Regions from separate parts of the Mus musculus genome. Here region 2 is linked to region 1. Evidence: chromatin contacts called from public HiChIP or PLAC-seq data. All regions are on one chromosome and are shown on one strand. Each heading gives the region's core, a stretch centred on a gene start, on an enhancer-like site or on the middle of the called end of the contact. The rest is flanking DNA. Distances are from core to core; before and after follow the strand shown.

Region 1 (2,700 bases), core at 141-2,640:
GTCCTTATAAGAGTTGCCTTGGTCATGGTGTCTCTTCACAGCAGTAAGACCCTAACTAAGACCTATGTGATACATTATTTCTCTGCTGCCCATGAAATGAACCAATTCAAGCCTGATTAGAGTACATATAGGCAGGTTTATTAGGAAGCTGCTCTCAGGCGAAAGTTCACTGGCCCCAAGGACTGAGGCCAAGGAAGTCACCATGGTGGGGGAGGAGAGAGAAAGAGAAAGGGTGTGAACATAGAGAAGACAGGAGGAGCGATGAGGAAGACCAAAACATCTGGTTTATATAGGGAAGAGCCTCTGGGGGAAGGGCAGTCCAGCCCCTGGGCTGGAAAGTTCAGGGTTACAGCAAGGGTATGCCAGGTAGGGACTGAGGGATGCTGAGAGAACCTGGAGGCCAGGTTTGCTTTGAAATATAAAATTTGCACCTCAGTCCCTTGTCCCAAGGGTACATAACCAAACAATACATATTACCAAGTATCAATTATTTTTTAATTAATTATTTATTTATGTTGAGACAGAGTCTCTTATGGAGCCATGGCTGACTTGGAACTCACTGAGAACTGCCTGCTTCTCCCTCCTGAGTTTCCAGGAATTAAGACCATGGTTGCCAGAATATATATATACCAGAATATATAATTGTATTTATTTATTTCCCTGCACACACACACAACACATGTCTTTTTCACCACAGGCATGCAAAGCCCACAAGGATCAAAAGAGGGTTAGGATCCCATGGAACTGAAGTTACAACCGGTTGTGAGCAGTTGTGAGTGCTAGAAATCAAACCGGTGTCCTCCAGAAGAGCAGCCGTGCTCTTGACCACCGAACCATCTTCCAACCTCAAAACGGAGCTTTTAAAAAAAAAAAAAAATTGTGAGACAGGGTCTCGCTATATACCTGGCTATGTTTCTAAAATAATACTTTCCATTTCTTCTCATAAACCTCCCTCTGATGGTGTGTCTTGGGAGGCGACATCAGGAATTAAGGAACACACAGGAAATAAAAGGATTCAGGAGAGAGTGTAACAGGAACCACCTGTTTCCAGGCTTGTGTGGCCTTTTGGAGAGTGTCTCAGAAAAAGGCGTCTTCCTCGCCCCTCTCCTCCAGTCGCTGAGTCCCTTGCCCCACCCTTTCCCTTGCATCTCTTTAATCTCTACTCGTTTTGCCCCGCCCCTCTACCCAGCTCCTCGCCCCTCCCACTCCCCCATTTCGTCCCGCCCCTCCCAGCCCTCTTCAGCAGCCCGGGTTTGCGCTTCTCACTGTCTTAGCCCTTTGGTGTCTATTAAGTTCCGCGCCAGCGTAAACCATAGTATTCTCCCATCATGCCCCACGTCGGCGTCAGTTTGCAGTTGCCTAGCTACTGGACATGCCCGGAAGACGACTGGTGGGGCGGGACTTCCGGCGCCGCGGTTGCATCAGATTCTGGAAGGCGTCTGTGGCGGCGGCCGCGGGTCTTGATTCCCAGTGATGGCAGGTTCCTCCGCGGAGCAGGGTGAGGTTTGCGGGATGACTGTGGAGCTCTGGGTACAAGCATGGCCCGAGTAGGCAGTACCGGGCTGGGGCTGTGTGGGCAGCATGGTCCAAGGAGGCAGTGCCCAGGCCAGTGCTGTGGCGACAGCGGTGGAACGAGTGGGTAATGCCAAGCGAGCCAGGGGTTGGGGGCAGCAAGACCCAGGGACTCAGTGCTCAGGTCGGGTCTGTGGGGACAACCATGGACTAAGTGGGCAGTGCCCAGACCAGTGATCCGAAGATAGTAAAGGCTTAAATGGGCAGTGGCAGGCAAAGGCTGTTCGGCAGAGGATCCCTGGGCGGGAAGTGACCAGCCAGGGCTCTAGAGTGGAGGCTATTGGGTTGGGCAGTGGCTAGGTCAGGGCTCTAGGAACAGTGCATGCCCAGGTGGGCAGTGACAAGCTAGAGATCTGGATTAGGCAGTGACTGGAGTGGGCAGAGATGGATCCTCAGGTGAGTAGTATCCAGTCCAGGGCTCTGGGATAAAACGTTCTCCGGTAAGCCTGTGGGGACAGCCGTGGCCCAAGTGGGCAGTGCAAAACCAAAGCTCTGGGGATGGCCAGCGTCTCAATGGACAGTGGCAGGCCAGGACCTGGGGGTGGCTGCCATGACTCCCTGAAGCTAGAGTACTCCTTGGTGGGACCTGACTCCTGTCTTGTAAGTGCCTCCCTTCCTCAGCTTCAATTTTTTGATTGGGTTAAGGCTAAAGTTTCCTTGGATACTCAGCAATAGGAGAGATGGTCCTGTTTCAAATAGCCTGACTCTAGTTGGTACCTGGATGAGACCTCACCACTCCCCCTCCTGCCCTGGCTGGACTTTGGGGGTAAGGCAAAGGCCCAAAGATTGTTTTGGTCTTCTGCCCAAGCAGGTGGGCGGAAGGGCACATGAGGTTGGTACTTAGGGAAGTAGGGCAGAGGAAGCAGGGACTCCGTGTACGCATACATGAAAGAGCTTGGGGATTTATGAAGGCTTTAATCTCCAGTGTGGTCAGCAGTCACCACAGAGACCTGTCCAGTCAGAGCATCACTGTCAGAGCATCATTGGCAATCTACTTTATTGCCAATTGGGAGATTCCCTCAGAAAGCAGTCACTTACGTCACCCCAGGGTAGACCTGGGCCTTGGCAGATCGCTGAAGAGCAGTGTCTTTTCTCATCTTTTTAGCAAGTGGGTTCTAGAAAGAGCAA
Region 2 (2,700 bases), core at 113-2,612, 110 kb before region 1:
AATATTCTCCCCCACTTTATAAACTATAGCTGAAAAAAACCCATTGTGGATTAAAAATACCCACTTCGCTGGGCAGTGGTGGCTCACACCTTTAATCCCAGCACTCGGGAGGCAGAGGCAGGCAGATTTCTGAATTCGAGGCCAGCCTGGTCTACAGAGTGAGTTCCAGGACACCCAGGGCTATACAGAGAAACCCTGTCTCGAAAAACCAAAACAAAAAAAACAAAAAAATACCCACTTCAAAAAATGAATTAACATGACCGACCTGGCACAGTGCGGCCTTCTTCAGCGCTCTGAGGATACTCGTATCACACAAGGTTGGGCAGCACTTGGGTTGGAGGCAGGAGGATCAGAGGTTCAAAACCATCTTCAGCTACATAGAAAGTTCCAGGCCAGCCTAGGCTGCAGAGTGAGCATAGCCCTGCCTCTAAACAAACTATCTGAAAAACCAAAAATGGGAAAAATAAAACTGTTTTATATGAACATTCTGACTGTTTACATTTATTCCAACCTGACCATGATAGGTCAGACCTTTAATCCTGGCACTCCAGAGGCAGAGGCAGGCAGATCTCTATGAGTTTAAGGTCTAGTCTAATCTACATGGCAAGTTACTGGCCAGCCATAACCATGCAGTAAGATCTTGTCTCAAAAACAAAACAAAAGGAAACACATTTATTCCAAGTAAGACAAATTTACTTACACTAAACTGCCCTTCACTGTCTCGCTGAAGTTAAAATTCAACTGTGAGTCCAGGATTCGCCTTAGGCGAATTATTAGCCATAATTGAGAAGCTAAGTGGAAGGAAAGGCTTCTGATTAGAAGGGATAAAGAGTGTACCACAGCCTTCCTGGCCCAGTGCCTGACCCTGCAGATCTCTGTCTCTCCAGGGCCCCAAAGGCGAGAGTGTGGGCTCCATCACTCAGCCCCTCCCTAGCAGCTACCTGATCTTCAGGGCCGCTTCTGAATCAGACGGTAAGTGCTACCTGTCCTGTTTCTCCCTCCCCAGGGTCCCCTAGAGTCAGACACAGACTGAGCCTACCTTACAGTGATACCCCTCTCTCAGCTAAGCCTCAGATTTCCCACAGATTAAGTGGGACTAGCCACACTTGTCAGCCCAATGCTATAGGAATCCCAGGGCTGTATGGAAGCAAGCAAGTGACAGTTGTGAATTTAATAGGTAAATTAAGTCACAGGCAGCCTAGAGGTATTCTGGCAAAAATAGGCTACAGATATTAATGTGGGCTTCCCCGAGTCCCAGATTCTCTGAACTAGGTAACAGAATCCAAGCAGCAGCCCCATTCTTAGAAGTCCTTCAAGTGACAGCTTCTAGCCAGGCTGTGGCTCCTTAACAAAGCCTCAGGACTGCACCCCCTGCTGGAAGTCCAAGGCCCTGACAACTAGGATCCAACTGTCCAGACTTGGAATCCTGCAGATAGCTTAACTGCTGGTGCTATGGTGCCTCCTGGTGGTCAAAAGTTGCATTCACACGCCCTCATACGTTGTTTTGACTGTTGTTCACTCATTCTGTCATTGAACCTGCTGGGCTCTAGGGTAAACAGGCAACCTATGCCCTCACAGAGCCTGCACACGTTGGGGGTCTGTGACCAGTAAGCCAGCCACCAGATGACAAGTCAGAGCTGAATCCCTGATTGTCAGGGGGCCACAGTCAAGGAAGAATGTTACCTGCATACCATGTATATCAGGATCGGCTTCCTGCAAGAAGAGGCAAAGAATTTCAAATGGTTCCCAAAGGCTGTGTAACATTCAGGATGTCAAGTCTTTTGTGGCAGCCACAAAATGCACATTTGGGCCCTAAGTCTAATTCTACAACCAGCTCTCATCCTGGGTTGCATAACCTCCAGAACCCACTCACTGTCCTTACAAATGTCCAGCCTCACAGGAGGTAGCACTGTGCTCAAACCAAGCCTACAGTAAGTCCAAGATCTCAAATATCCCTCAGCAAGAGGGGCAGCTCCAGGGTACCAGGTGGGTTCCCATGAATGTCCCAGTGTAGCCTCAGGGGCTCTCAAACAAAAGTCTCTGCAGCTTTAAGTTAGGGAAAGAAATCCACACTTCCCAAGGACACCCAGCATGCAAGCTTAGGAATCAAGAACTTCATCTTACCTTGAGCTGGGACCCTCACTCATGAGTCCTTTGGGCATGCATGGTATCATTTATAGATGACTCTGAGGCGTGGACGGAAGCGCTGCTGTTAGTGATCACACTGAGACATTGGTGTCACCTGCATGGGTCCCTCTCCCCCATAGCTCTTAACAGTGCCCTCCTATCACCCCGCCACACCCCTGAGAACAGTGGTATGACACAGGTCTAACCCAAGTTCTACACTCATGCACACACACTGTCACAAAGCAAGCAGAACCTCAGGGCCAAAGCAGAGGCCCTGCCCTGTCTGTCATCCCCTCCCCCACTATCCCTCAGCCCTAACTATCTCTTGCTACCTCTTGAAGTTACCTGGTCAGTGACTTTTCACTAGCACGTAAGACCCCTGCCCAGCCTCTGCCCTCCTGATGTCTATCCTACACTGTGTCAACCCCAAGGACATACACATGTGTATGCACATTCCCAGAGCTGTTGACTCACTCCAAGGCCTGGCAGGCCCAACAAGATATATCTCAAGTCTTCAGGGTCCTGATGTGAAATTGAGGTTTAAACAGAGGGCAGGAGGAGTACAGAGCTAAG

The links. HiChIP or PLAC-seq counts read pairs in DNA pulled down with a chosen protein or histone mark.
Region 2: an H3K4me3 HiChIP or PLAC-seq map of bone marrow-derived macrophages shows a contact between it and region 1, with 3 times the contacts expected there. The contact joins the enhancer-like site here to the promoter of Cars in region 1. A contact is called at or near these places in 26 of 39 promoter capture datasets (the 3T3-L1 cell line, 3T3-L1-derived adipocytes, the C10 cell line and 15 more), 9 of 15 datasets of contacts at CTCF or cohesin (CD8 T cells, the NIH/3T3 cell line, embryonic stem cells and 3 more), 165 of 484 Hi-C or Micro-C datasets (2-cell-like embryonic stem cells, the 63-12 cell line, 8-cell embryo and 70 more), 47 of 115 datasets of contacts at active chromatin or transcription factors (the 230-238 cell line, CD8 T cells, the HPC-7 cell line and 25 more) and 6 of 9 other capture datasets (adipose tissue, embryonic stem cells, embryonic tail and 3 more).

The regions. Positions count from the first base shown.
Region 1 is chr7:143,598,780-143,601,479 of GRCm38.p6, reverse strand. Cars (cysteinyl-tRNA synthetase) reads left to right here and starts at 1,390. Exons shown (of 23, transcript NM_013742.5): 1 at 1,390-1,498. The coding sequence starts at 1,474. It overlaps Gm15579 (a long non-coding RNA gene), which reads right to left and starts at 1,376. Exons shown (of 2, transcript XR_870064.3): 1 at 1,267-1,376; 2 at 622-857.
Region 2 is chr7:143,705,618-143,708,317 of GRCm38.p6, reverse strand. Osbpl5 (oxysterol binding protein-like 5) reads left to right here. Exons shown (of 22, transcript NM_001199227.1): 7 at 888-972. Among named protein-coding and RNA genes, the nearest start is that of Tnfrsf23, 21 kb to the right of the region's middle. Within about 2 kb of position 1,362, at least 9 of the 459 cell types and tissues checked have an H3K27ac peak or open chromatin away from gene starts, as enhancers often do. A contact at or near this core is called in B cells, Th1 cells, bone marrow-derived macrophages and 2 more, where this site is marked.